2 separate regions of the Oryza sativa genome follow, and region 1 is linked to region 2. The links are chromatin contacts, called in public ChIA-PET maps. All regions are on one chromosome and are shown on one strand. The core of a region is the stretch at or near the end of the contact, and the rest is flanking DNA. Distances in the headings are between cores, read along the strand shown.

Region 1 (7,136 bases), core at 98-2,597, 170 kb before region 2:
CAGGCCCCAGCCATGCGCGGACGCGCCGTCGCTAGCGTGTGCGGCGCACGCTACACGGTCGCCTGGTAGTGCTGACTCACGTCGCATCGCACGGGCGCCGTTGCTGCTGCTACGCCGAACCAGAACCACAGCGCGCGTCGGACCACGCGTCGACGCTACGCGCAGGCCAGATCAGGCCGACCGCACGAGCCGTGCGCCACTGCTCGGCGTAGACTGTCTTGTACATCACCACACATGGGCCAGCATCCTCCTTAGCCCATAACAAACAGGCCATGGAACCAAATGGCCCAATACATGTCTGCCGGTGAAGGAATAAGTACACTTTTGGTCTCTCAATTTGTCGCCCAGTCTAATTTTCGTCCTCAGCACACAGAACTGGATACAACGCATCCCCCAACTTACAAAACCATGCAGACGAGGTTCCTTGGTAGTATTATACCCGGTTTTAGATGACGTGCTGCCTACGTGGCTGGTTTAATTAGGTCCTTGTCCCACGTGATATTGATGCGATGCTTACGTGGTAATTAGATTCTGGAAAAATAATAAAGAAATGTGCGACCTACATGTCAATTACACACAAAATAATAAAAAAGGTGGGGCCGTGTGGTCCCACTTGTCATCCTCCCTCCTTATTCTCTCTATCCTCCTCTCTCTCCCCTACAATCACCTTTTGTTTAATAATCACATGTCTTTGTACTATTTTCTTAATTCTTATCTTAGGTTGTGTTTAGTTCTACGGCAAAATTAGAAGTTTGACTAAAATTGAAAGTTTGAAGAAAAAAGTTGTAAATTTATGTGTATAAGTAAAGTTTCGATGTGATGGAAAAGTTGGAAGTTAGAAAAGAAAGTTGAGAACTAAACCATGCCTTACTTAAAAAAAAAAAGGTAGAGTCTCTTATATTCACGGACGGGAATAGTTTATGTTGAATTTCTTACTTTTATTATTTTTAGTAAGTATATAAAATAAGGGAACTGCTAACTTGTAGTTGTTGGTGGAGTATAATATACACCAACTTACGGGATGTGTAGTGCTATTAGTACTAGTATAGAGGAAGAGTTAGGTACAGATTAGGCAGGAGCAAATCCGATCCGATTGGAAAGAGGGAAGCAAATTACAGAGATTAGGCACCACAAAATTGGTGGATTGAAGGCACCGTATATATACCGAAGGTATTTAACCATTTGCCATATTTAAACGTGCCAATTAATTTTTTGCCAGTGGATCCATATGTTATAGACACATGTGAACCCACATGTCATTGAGATAGAGGTGGCAAAAAAAAATTATTTGCCAAATCTAAAAGTGGCAAATAGTTAAAAGCCACCGAAACTGAGACAGCTACTTTACTCATATCCCTCCTTCTCCCTTCTTCCTCCTCATCCTGTCGCCGCCGTCCCCTGGAGGGCGGCAAACCCTAGATCTCGCCGTGGCGAGGCGACATGGAAGCGCCGTCGGCAAAACCTAGATCTCGCCGTGCCACGCATGGATATATGGTCCTGGACCGCATAGTCCGTTGCTGGAGCGGAGTTGGAGGGGACGACGACCCCACGGCGTCGGAGATCGCCTACACCTGCAGCGGCCACCCCATCCGCGTCTCCCTCCGCGTCGCCGACCCCCCCGCCGTCTCCCGCCTCTACGTCCACCGCCCCGGCTGGTCGCGCGTCTACGACCTGGGCGACGCCGAGGTCATCGCCGCCCACCGCGGCTCCATCCTCCTCTCGGCGCGCGTCCCTTTCGCCGACCTCGACACCATCGCGCCGGGCCAATTCCCCCTGGACTACTTCGTCTACACGGCCAGGCCCGGCGAGGGGTTGCGGCCGTCGCTCACGCGGCTGCCCCCTTGCTTCATCGGCGGATTCTCCTCCCCGAGGTCGACCGCCACTTCAAGCCGCACCGGTGCCAGCAGCAGCGGGTCATGGTAGAGCAGAACGTCGGCTTCTTCTGCCACTCCGATGACGCCGGCGATTTCACGGTGGCGGACATCAACATCCATAAGGGTAAGGCCGTCGAGCTCTGCGTCCTCAACCACTATGCTGATTGCCCCCAACAACCCCAATGGAAGGTCCAGATCCTGGAGATGCAGCAGCAACCCAACCAAAACCACCACCTCAGAGGTTGGTGGACCGACGCCGTTCTTCCCCTGCACGACAGCTACCTCGCCTGCGTCGACTGCTACCATGGCATCATCCTCATCGACGTCAAGACCCAGCGTTACTTCAACTACATACCGCTGCCGGCAGAGGCGATGCGTGGCCGCCGCGTTGACAAGTACAACCCTGATCCAGCTCGTTCTGTCTCCATCAACATCGCTGGCGATATCACGCTTGTCTGCATAGATGACAATGCCGCAGCAGGAGGCCGCAACAACAGCTCTGCTGGCTCTGCTTTCATCAAGTCATGGTGTCTGGTCGACATCCACGAAAGTAGATGGATTCGTTATTTCACCATGGAAGCCGGCAAGTTCTGGGATATTTGCTCTGCCGCAAACCAGCCCCTCCTTCCACATGCGCCGCCTACTTTCCCCCTGGTGAGCATGGCTAATCCATTTGCCATCTCCTTCCTCCTCTACGACAAGGCCAACAACTTCCTCCTCGAGGACAAGGGCAATGGCCTTTACTGGATGATTGAGGTGGACATGAGAAACCAAGCCCTGCTGTCACCAGCCACCCTCTACATCAGTGAAGAAGAAGAAGCGGAATTCCTGCTGCCACCAGCCACCTTCTTCATCAATGGAAAAGAAGAAGATGATGAGAGATACCTGCCCATGAAATATTTTTATGGCCATAACTTCGTCCCCAGCTGGTTCCCCTCTTATTTGAAAGGTGGCGACACCACAAGGTTTGCTATGTTTTCTTTTATTTGTGATACAAAAACATTTACCATTTGTGTGATGTGTTCAAATATGAAAATAATACCAGTTGGAATATCCATTCAATTGCTTTAGCCACTGTTTAGGAATTAACAAGCAGATAACTGGATAGTTAAATGGCTAAGCAGTTAGCATATTGGAATAGAGCATATCTTTATTAGCTAAATGACTTTGACGATTGGTTTGCTATGTTGTAACATGAGCATATTTGATCGAATGCCCTGCCAATCCTGCGAATAGTGATTCAAGCAATAACTTGTAATTATTCTTCTGTACTCCTCTTCTATACTTGGACATTGCCTCTTAATTAAATTTCATTACATTCATTTTTCTTTTCGCACAGTTAAACTAGTAGAGCCTTTCATTTGGTGAAAGTTTTACTGATTTGCCAGCACATAACCTTAAGTAATTTGGTTAGCTAAGTTCTTGGTCTCATCAATTACCAACTGTAAACATCATAGCTTGATTTGAAGGAACATCGGGATTGCAGGATCAAAAACTACAGCATCAACAGTTACTGTTTCTCTGCTGGAAAGCAAATATAATATTAGGCATTAAGACAGCCGACAGAACAGTTCCCTGTTTCTTAACTAGTGTGTCGCATTTGCTTATTTTCTCACCATCTGTATCTAGTTTGCATTGATCGCCTTGTGACTTCTTTTCCATTTTTTGGTGCAGTCGGATGCGGAGTTTAATGATGCAGCAGGCAAAACAAGAAAGTGCAATCGAAAAGATTGGACGGTAAGCACAATGAACAAGCTGTGTCCATTTTTTTTTATCTAGCCTGGAATTAGTTGCATTGCTTGTGACTTTGCTCCTCAATTTTCGGTTGTATTTGGCAATGCAGTGAAATGATGCAGAAGGAAAAACAAGAGAGAGCAATGCAAAAGAATGGATTGGAGATGGGATCGAATAGGTTGCTTTTTGCATTTCCTTCTTCCCATTCTCTTGAGAGTTGCTTGCCTTGATCCTCCAGTTGACTTTGCTTCTTTTTTTATTTTTATGCAGTTGGGAACTAAGCAAAATGAAGGGAAAACAACAGATGGCAACGGAAAGTAGAGGAATGGAGGCTCACTTGAGCAGGCCGCTTGCTGGATTGAAGATTGCTTAATGTCATCATGCTTAAAGGGATTGGAGGGACAATCGAAGGATTCTTCTGCTGTATTTATGTCCACCATGTTAAGTATGTGCATCCATCCTTGGGCATCTACTACTTAACTATATCTAACTAATTATGGGTATGTGCTATGCTGAGACAATCCTTAGGCATCTACTACTTAACTATATCTAAGTATCTAAGTAGTTATGGGTATGTGCTATGCTGAGACAATTTACTACTCCTTTTTCTATATGTCTTGTTTATAAGCTTAATTTCGAGTACTTGCAATCTAGATGTGCTCCGATAATATCCACAGTTTGTCTTATTTATAAGCTTAATTTCTAGTACTTGCAATCTAGATGTGCTCCGATAATATCCACAGTTTGTCTTATTTATAAGCTTAATTTCTAGTACTTGCAATCTAGATGTGCTCCGAGAATATCCACAGTTTGTCTTGTTTATAAGCATCTTACGCGCGTTTAGTTCCCAAAACAAATTTTCACGCGGTCGCATTGAATGTTTAGACATATGTATGGAGTATTTAATGTAGGAAAAAAAAACCAATTACACAAATTACGTGTAAATTGCGAGATGAATCTTTTAAGCCTAATTGTCTATGATTTGACAATATGGTGCTACAGTAAACATTTGCTAATGACGGATTAATTAGGTTTAATAAATTTGTCTTGTAGTTTCCTGGTGAAATATGTAATTTATTTTGTTATTAGACTACGTTTAATACTTCAAATGTGTGTTCGAATATCCGATGTGACAACCCAATTCAAAATTTTTTGCCAACTAAACAAGGCCTTAATTTCTATTACTCGCAAGCTGTGGTTGCACTTTCAATGTCCAATGAAAGAATCTTTGTATACTCCATCTCAAAATATAGGACGCAGTTTTATAATACAAAGGCTTTATTCATGCATGTAATGAACTAGCAGCAATTTCCTTTCTTTTTTTTTAATTCATTATCCTCGAGATCTCTAATCCTATACAATGCATGCATTGTATTTATTGGGATAATCTAAATAAGGTGATACTTGCTCTGTTTCATATTATAAGATTTTCTAGCATTCACTATATTCTTATATATGTTAATGAATCTAGACATATATATATTTTGAATATGGACAATAGTAGAAAGTCTTATAATATGAAACGGAGGGAGTAGTTTTTTTTTCTTTGTATTAGTGGTAGTTATGTTATATTTTAGGATGGAGGAAGTTATAAGGTAATTAAGCAGAACACATGGCTTTCTCCATGATCCCCCGGATCCAAAGCATTCGTTGTTTCTTCAGTCGTAACGCAACGCAGATACGATGCAATGGTTTTTACTGACACAATTCGCAAGTGCCTCGTGAGCTTGTATCTAAACGTGCATATGTAACCCCATCTGATAAGAGCAAGGTCACTACTGATTCCAAAACATCTATAGCCAATCTAATAATAGCCTATTTATACAATAGTTAACTATAAAAATATACTACACCATTAATACCCGGTCCCACCTCTCATACACACATAACATTTTGGAGTCCGTGTTACAGCCGGCTACAAATCTGTAGCCCGCTTTCTTCTCTCTCTTCTATTTTTTTTCTCGATATATGGTTATAGCCTGCTATTGTACCTGCTCTAAGACGTTTTGAATTGAAAAAGTCCACTTTTACTCCCTTAAATATCGGCCGAATCTAATTCGTACCCCTTAACAAAAAACCGGATAAGATGGCTTCTCGAACTATTGAAACCGGTGCAATTTGACTGAGTGGTTTTGCAAGCGGTTTTGACTGATGTGGCGTCTACGTGGTGGTGTTGACCCGGTCTTCGTCCCACGTGTCGCTTATGTGTAATTAGAGTAAAAACAAAAAAAAAATTTGTAGGACCAACATGTCATCCACACAAAAAAAAGTGGGACCTACCGACATGTGGGTCCCACGTGTCATCCTCCCTCTTCTTTCCTTTCTTCCTCCTCCCTTCCTCTCTCCTTTATCTCTTTCTCTCCCCCGGCCTTTTTTTTCACCTTGCCCGGAGCGGTGGTGGCGAGCGCTGGCGGCGGTCGGGAGCGGTGGTGGGGACGGCGGTAGGGAGCGGCAGCGGCTTGGCTACTCTACCGTCGCCGTCTCGGCTCCGTCGAGTTCTTCCCGTGGGACATCGATGCCATGGAGCAGCTGGAGATATTCCAAGAACTCGTCGTCCAAGAAGCCGACCAAATCGCCAGGGGCACTCGACGGGCTTTCGGCCGACACGCGCCCCCCGGTACTCGCCGAGCTGCTTCTGTCGTTGGTGCTGGGTAAGACGTGCCACAAGGCGTTGGCGGAAGCACCGACCGTGAGCTTGTTGACGGCGAGGCACGTGTCATGGGTGGAGGCGTTCCAGACCCTGAGGCACAGAAGCTCGTCCATCATGCGCGACATGTCGACACGGAGGGCGCTGTCGAGGCGGGTGGCGGCCGCAGACGCCGCGGGGAAAGGCTGGGCCTCCGCTAGGTCGAGGATCTCGTAGCTCTCGCCGTGGAGCCAACGCTCTCGTTGTCGAGCCCAGCAGCCGCAAGCGACGCCCTCACTGTCGGGCCCTCGACGCCGTACCCTTGCCGCCGGACGCCGCCGTCGCCAGCGCTGAGGCGGATGGGGCCGAGAAGAAGAAAGGAGGAGAGGGAGAGGGGGAGAGAGAGGTTATTAGAGGGAGGGGATGACATGTGCGCCAGCTTAACTTTTTTAATATATTTGATGACTAGGCTGCCACATGTACGCCACGTCAGCGAAAACCACCCTTAAAACAGCTGAGGGAGTCGTTTTAGACGGTTTTAATAGTTCAAGGAGTAATCATATCTAGTTTTGTGGTTTAGGGATACGAATCAGATTCGACGTATCTTAACTATTGAAAGGTGAAACTCACAATAAAACGAGGATGAGCCACATCACTCGATAAATATTAGCCGTGGATTCACTACAAGATAAAAGAGGATAAGTGATTTTTGACCGTTGGATTAGATGGATTGTGAAAATAATAATTTTAAGGGGTTCCGAAGATGAAACTCTAGAAGGAAAGAAAGAAAGGAAGGGGGAAAGCTAAAGAATAAACATACGAAGGTATAATGTTATAAATGTAATTTACGATTTGCATCTCTTGTAAAAAAAACTATTTTACTAATAAACCCTTATCGTAAC
Region 2 (7,496 bases), core at 509-3,008:
ATGGCGTTCAGACAAATATGTTCATGTCTCGACACAGCAAAGCAATCGCCGAAGTACTATTAGTTAGTCATTTAGCTCATAAAGACATGCTATGTTTCAATACAGCCAATTTGCTAGCCATTTAACCAACGTGTTCCCTTTATGTTGGAAAACAAACACAAAGTAGCCAGTGCTAACCTAAAGAATATAACCAAACAGAAGGGACACATATCGAACCTTTGGATGGGATTCTTTCTCAGATACGAGGTGAAGTGGCTGGGGAAGAAGTATTCGCCGTGAAAGACTCTCTTATAGGCCTTGCAACGGGAGGGTCCTTGTACCTCTTGCACTTTCTTTATTTCATCATCATCTTCTTCTTCTTCTTCCACCTGGATGTAGAGGGTGGGCAGTGACCGCAGCACCTTATTTGTCATGTCCAACTCAACGATCCAAAACAGGAACTCATCATCGATCTTTTCCATGAGCAGGAAGGAAACGACACCTGGATCAACCAAGCTCAGGTGAGAAAAAGTCGGCACAGCACGCGGAAGAGCACAGGTGTGACCTACGGAATTAGCACAAAGATCCCAGAACTCGGCGGCTTCCATTGTAAAATCCAGTTCCCAGGTCTTTTGGTCGATGCTGACCAGAGTCCATGCCGTGATGGTGAAAGCAGGAGGGTATACATCCTTGTCTGCGGTGGCGGCAATGGTGACGCAGACCAGCTTGATGAAGAAGCCACTGTCACTACTACCTCTAACACAAACACAGCGAACTGGGTCGGCGCAGTAGGACTGGCTGAACAAGCGGGTGCTGCCATCTCTCACCGGTTTGGGGAGCGGGATGAAGCTGAATTGATGTGGCTCGTCCCCAGGGTTGAGGACGTCGATGAGCAGGATGCCCTGGTAGTAGTCGACCCAGCACAGGAAGCGGTCGTGGAGGGGGAGCACGGCGTCGGTCCTCCACTCGCCGAGGTTGAGGCCGAGCATGCTCATGGCGCGACGGACACGCAGGGGAGTGATGCTCCACTCCTCCGCTTCCCCTGATTGCACAACACAGAGCTCCACCTCCTTGCTCCCACTGGATGTGAGGTGCGCCACAGTGAAGAGCGACCGGCCGTCCTCGCCGTCGCCGTCGCCGTCGCGGCACAGGAGGCCGACGTCTCGGCTGCACATGTAGCGCTGCCGCTGCTGGTGGTACGGCTGGTACAACTCGTCCTCCTCCTGGTCGGTGAAGCCGCCGACGAAGCAAGGCGGCAGCCGCGTGAGCAACGGCTGCGAGGAGGGGGAGGCGGAGTAGATGAAGTAGTCGAGGGGGTAGTGCCCATCGACGTTGAACCCGGGTTCCTCGAAGGGGACGGCGGCGACGAAGAGGATGCAGCCGCGGTGGGCGGCGATGACGTCGGGGTAGCGGACCTCGGGGAGGTCGGCCGGCCACTGGGGAGGGCAGTGGAGGTAGAGGCGGGAGACGGCGGGCGGGTCGGCGACGCGGAGGGAGGCGCGGACGGGGAAGCCGGTGCAGGTCCGGCCGACCTTGGACGCCGTGATGTCCTCCTCCTCGTACTTGTGCCTCCTCCGCCAGCTGCAGCGGACGTACGGGTCGAGGACAATCCAGTCCGCCGCCCCCGCCGGCTCCGGCGATCCCCGGCCTTCTTCCATGTCGCCGCGCCGCAGTTCGGTGTTCGGTTCGGATCGGATCTAGCTAGGGTTTTACCTCCCACTCCCAGATGTCTCGCCGCCGGCTGGAGTGGGATTGGAACAAGGGAAAGGGGAACTGAATGGGGATATTTCCTCGGGAACGGGAAGGAACGAAACGGATCCCCTCCTGTTGAATTTTTTTTATTTATACATTTTTTTATTAAAATATTTACAAAAATAATTTTTTGTTTCGAAAATTTACAAATCTAATTGCCTGCCGCCTTTAAAAATCACCCTCTCAAAGGGCGGCAAGGGACCTAAATACAAAATTTTTATTTGTGTTCAAACCCTTCCCACCGGTTTTAATTGCTTAAAAACTAATAATGCTTATTCGATACTCCAAATGATTTTAAATGGAAAAGTGATAAACTACAAAGTTAGATCTCATCAAGATCTACAACTTTATATAAAGTTTATCTCCATCCAATGTCGTTTGAAATGTAGATCTGAGATTTTTTAAAATGTGTTTTATATTTTGTAACGAATATTTGGATATCTAAAACATCTTAAATGAAAAAGTTATTAACTACAAAGTTGTAGATCTCCTTGAGCTCTACAATTTTGATATAAAGTTTTATTTCATCTGACTTTATATAATATAATTTTAAATTGTAAAATTATAGAGCTAACAAGTTATGCTGGAAAATTTACATTTAGGTCCCTTGCCGCCCTGTGGAAGGGCGATTTTTAAAAATCGCCCTCCCAAAGGGCGGCAGGCGATTAGATTTGTAAATTTTCGAAACAACAAATTATTTTTTAAATATTTTAATAAAAAAAAGTATAAATAAAAAAAATTCCTCCTGACTTTGGGGGGTGGAAAGTTACGGTGTCGCTGCACTTGGTTTCATCCCTGCCGACCAGTTCATCCAACGGCACACATCCATCTTCCCTCCTGCATACCCTATTCATATTGGGCTACCCAGTTCGGCCTGCAACTGTGGCCATCGGCTTGCCCATCAGGCCACATTGACTTTGTTGCCTGCTACCACATGCGCGAATGCAGATTTTCTTTATTTTTAATTTTATATTTATTAAAATATTTTGAAAAATAATTTTCTATTCGAAAAATTTATACAGAACTAGTAGCCCATCGCCCCGACGATTTTATCGACGTGGCAGACGACCATTAGCCCTCGCCTAACGACCGGCCACCGAGAGCACCGAAAATTTACAGGCGGTCCCATTGCCACCCTCCCAGAGGGTGGTTTTTGGCTCTAGGTGCCCGCCTATAAAAGGGCTAGGAGGGCGGCTTGGAGTCAGCAAACCGGCATGGCTTCGCCGCTTCCCTTTTGCTCTCTCTCTCTCGCCCTTCCCTCCTTTTGGATTTTGAGTGAATATAATGTAAAATCGGAGAGGTACAAGGGGTTTTATACCCCGAGGGCATAAAATCACCCTCCCAGAGAGTGGCAAGGGGGCCACCTACAAGTGCCATGCCATCCTCGCCACCCTTTTGCAGGCGACCTCCCGCACATAAAAAAAAACCCTCTGGAACGGGACAAGGGGTCCACCTACAAAAATGCTGGGCCGAGCACCTGCACATTAAAAAATCGTATAATCGACCGCGTTGAATAATTCAAAATAAGACAAGTTTCAAGTAACATCATTCATGCACTGTAAATCGACAACTAAGTTTTGGACAACACTATAAGGCAAATGGCTATTGTGACTAAAACAAGAATAATTAACTATTTACCACGTTTACAAGTGGTGATAAAGAATTTGTCACTGGACCCATATATCATAGACACATGAGGACCCACATGTTATAGACAGTGTCAGATTATGAATACCGCGTACCTAATAGTAGTTGACTAAATCTCGGCATGAGCCACCACATACCATGTCCTATATGGAAACAACCTGCGGATATAGGAGGAGTTCCGGGTAAGGAAAGACAACCAGAGTTCTACATGGAAACAACAAGGACTACTCGGATTGTATCCATATTGGTTTCCCCTAGTTCTACTTGAACAAGAGAACACCTATAGGTATAAATACAAGGCCCCCTATGAGGAGAGGGGATACGACCACCTCAATCAACACCCACCATAGAAGACAAGAACAATAGATCAAGACACAAGATCAACATATAAGCCAACATACGCCAAGACAAGACGTCGGATATCGACTTCAAGGATAAGCACGGCTAGTCCCCTACCTGGCACGCCACTGTTGACGTTTGATGTCGCGATTCTCTCGAACTAGTACGTAGCAATCTCCCGCACCGTAACCTCCATTGGTATTCGAGAGATGATTCTACTCGCTCGCTAGTTCTCGAACCAGTACATAGCAATCTCCCGCACCGCAACCTCCATTGATGTTCGAGAGATGATTCTACTCGCTCGCTGGTTCTCGAACCAGTACGTAGCAATCTCCCGCACCGCAAGCTTCCATTGGTGTTCGAGAGATGATTCTACTCGCTCGCTGGTTCTCGAACCAGTACGTAGCAATCTCCCGCACCGCAAGCTCCCTGGTTCTCGAACCAGTGCGTAGCAATCTCCCGCACCGCAAGATTCCATTGGTGTTCGAGAGATGATTCTACTCGCTCGCTGGGTCTCGAACAAGTGCGTAGCAATCTCCCGCACCGCAAGTTTCCATTGGTGTTCGAGAGATGATTCTACTCGCTCGCTGGTTCTCGAACCAGTGCGTAGCAATCTCCCGCACCGCAACTTTCATTGGTGTTCGAGAGATGATTCTACTTGCTCGCTGGGTCTCGAACAAGTGCGTAGCAATCTCCCGTACCGCAAGCCTTCATTGGTGTTCGAGAGATGATTCTACTCACTCGCTGGTTCGCGAACCAGTGCGTAGCAATCTCCCGCACCGCAACTTCCATTGGTGTTCAAGAGATCATTCTACTCGCTCGCTGGTTCTCAAACCAGTACGTAGCAATCTCTCGCACCGCAACTTCCATTGGTGTTTTGTTTTATAAGAGAGGAGAGGTGGCTACATGGCCCTATATGTTTTGTTTTATTTTTTTTCCTGATGAGGATACCACGTTAGCGAAACCAACCATCGATCCATACTACCATAAGACTTAGTTTAACCCAATTTTATAAGTTGTAGGGTCATACTTTCTCCATCCCAAATTATAGGATGCCTCTTCTTAAAAAGTTAAACTCGATAATTTTAACTAATAATCATACTAACCCTATCTTCCAATCACTAACCATATCTTGCAGTAAATGTTGAATAGGGGATGCATCGGTTCGTGCTCCTCCATGTATAGCCGCTTCCCAAGTTCCCAACCTCCTCCTCAGTCCTCACGTTCACATCTCCCAAGAACGATACGCGTGGGACCCACCATCCCCACGCCCCAATTCACCACCCAAGCCGACTGACAGCGAGGCCCCACACCTCCAACCCCACCATCCGACCCCACACGTCAGCCACATAACCCAAACCACCCCTCGTACGCAAAGAAAATAATCTCCGCCGCGGCAGCGCGCTGTCCCCTCTGCCTCTGACACGCGCAGCGCCAATAACGAGACAAACCCGAGGAGGAGGAAAAGGATCGCTGGCCCCACCTGGCAGGTGACACAGCCGAGGAGGGGGGAGGAAGGTTGGCCCCCACCTGGCAGTGATTCATCAGGGGCCACGTGGCGTGAGGGATTTCAAACCTGGTGGTGGTTTTTGTCCATGGGGTCAGCCATGATCGCTGCGGCCTGAGCTAGCCCGAAACGGCAAAAGACCAAAGCTGCAAAACTTTTTCCCTCTCGCTCGGTCTCTCCTCTCTCGAGGAGAGTGCAGCGGCAGGAGTGGGGGTAGTCGCAGCAGCGGATCAGACACACGAACAGAGAGAGAGAGAGAGAGCAGACAACGAGTACTTCGCTTTGGTTTGATTTGTCTCCTTCCCGTGGTGTGTTGGTGGAGGAGGAGAGGAGGAGCATTTGAGATTGGAGAGGGGGAGGGGGAGGAGGAGGAGGTTGGTGCAGTACTGCTGGGTGCGGTTCGGGGGAGAAGCGCGGATGTGAGAGGTGAGGCGCGCAGCGTCCAGCGATCGAGGAGATCGTTTTGATGTTGATTCGGTTTGGGGGGTTTTGGTTGCCTTGTTTCTCAGATTCGTGTGTTTTAGTTGGGTTTCTCGTTTTTTTCGAGGATTTTCGCCGGGATCCGTGTGGTTTTGGCCCCCCTCTTTTTGCGCGTTTCGTTTCCTCGAAGCTCTCGTCGCGAGCATGGCGTACGTCGCCTCTGTTGCTCGCCGAAGCGACGAGAGGGGGAGGAAATGGTGCTCTGTTTCCGGTGGTTTCGTCGTGAGATGTTGGGGTTTGACAAGCGCCGGGTTCTCGCTGGCTTCCATTTGCCTGGAGTTCTCGTGGATTAAATATGCCGTTATGTATATTGCGATGATGCGGTTTTTTTTCGCTTGTGCTTTTTGCGTTTTGTGTGGGTTTGGGAAAATTTTTAACTACCTTGCGGTGCTTTCATTTGATTTCTGGATTTTGGATTGATTTGCCTCATTTGACAAGGATTTTTGAGGATTTTAATCATTCCCCGTGCAAAGTAGGGGAATGCTTGATTATTCTCTTTTCCTTTTTCAGAATCTCCGTTCGGATTTGTCCGATGCACAAGTCATCCATGCGTACTGCTAATATGCGTCGTCTAGTGTCTCGGCGCTTCTGGATTGACCAGTGCTAGGGTTTTAGGTGCTGTTCGTTGATGGCTTCATGCCTTGTTTTCCTTTTTTTTTTTTTGGAGATTTGGGCTTTTCGATGATTTACGTTCGTGTGTATTCCACCTATTTGTGGTGCCACGATTCGACCAATTTCAGCCGCCGTGCGAAATTTTCCTTGTCGTGCCTGCTTAAAAGCAGAGGCGACTGATGGATTCGTGGAATTCCATTTTTGTGAATCTGTCTGCAGTTTCAGTCCCATCTCCTGGTTCTTCCGCTTGCTGCTTTTGTTTGAAAATGTTTAGCGTACAGTGCGGCGATGGCTCGAGTTTCGTGGGTTTCTTTCTGTACAGAGATGATATTTTGTTTCTTGATTTCGTTTATGTGAGGCTATGGGTTTTCGGTTGATGTAAACTTGAGCGAAATTTATTTATGTGTTCGTTGTGTTCATCTGTGTTTCAAGTGTTTGAAGAGTTCGTTTTGTGGTTTGATTTTGGCAGGACGCGAGTGAAGAGACGACCGGGAGCATGGATCGCGCCAAGGCAGCAGCGCGCAAGGACAAGGCGGCGGCGGCGGGGAAGGAGACCGCCGTGTCCCGCGCCGTCGCGTTGGACGACACCGCGCTGCTGCTCGCGGCGGTGGGAAGCTTCAGGAAGGAGGGCTCCGACGCGTCGCGGATGCTGGACCAGGAGATGTCCACGAGGCTGCTCCACCTCGCCTGCAAGCACGACGCCGTGCAGTGCGCCAGGCTCCTCCTCGAGGGCGGTCACGGTATCACCGCGTCACCCGTGGATGCCAGGGACCAGCTCACGCGGACGCCGCTCCAGGTGGCCGCCGAGGCGCACTCGGCCAGGTGCATCGAGCTGCTGCTCTCCAAGAACGCGCGCACCGACCTCAAGCTGGTCGATGGCCGGCCTCTTCTCGCGCTCGAGATCGCTCTCTTGAGCAGAAGGTATGCACGCTAGCTAGTGTCGTCCATTGCTTGTGATGGTGATCACTGAGCTCACTTCTCAAATTCTCTCCCTGCAATGGCTGTTTCCCTGTACTGACTGATGTTCTTATCCAGAGCTCAAGTTAAATGGTCACTGGACAACTCCATTGAGGATCTTCTGTCTTCTCTGCAGGAAAAGGTCTGTATGGTTACTACCAATGTTCATTCGCTGTCTCATCATAGCTGGTCCATACATCTTCTCACACAGAAATGCCACCTT

Evidence for each region. ChIA-PET counts read pairs in DNA pulled down with a chosen protein or histone mark.
Region 1: a contact with region 2 is called in an H3K4me3 ChIA-PET map of leaf, with 10 times the contacts expected there. The contact joins the promoter of LOC4352673 here to the promoter of LOC4352665 in region 2. A contact is called at or near these places in 7 of 15 Hi-C or Micro-C datasets (leaf, leaf mesophyll, seedling and 1 more) and 2 of 4 datasets of contacts at active chromatin or transcription factors (both in leaf).

Annotation. Positions count from the first base shown.
Region 1 is chr12:25,406,924-25,414,059 of ASM3414082v1, reverse strand. LOC4352673 reads left to right here and starts at 1,347. Exons shown (of 4, transcript NM_001423605.1): 1 at 1,347-2,839; 2 at 3,549-3,611; 3 at 3,718-3,786; 4 at 3,879-4,237. The coding sequence starts at 1,917. The coding sequence ends at 3,981.
Region 2 is chr12:25,232,345-25,239,840 of ASM3414082v1, reverse strand. It overlaps LOC4352665, which reads right to left and starts at 1,758. Exons shown (of 4, transcript XR_003240012.2): 1 at 217-1,758. It also overlaps the pseudogene LOC107276356.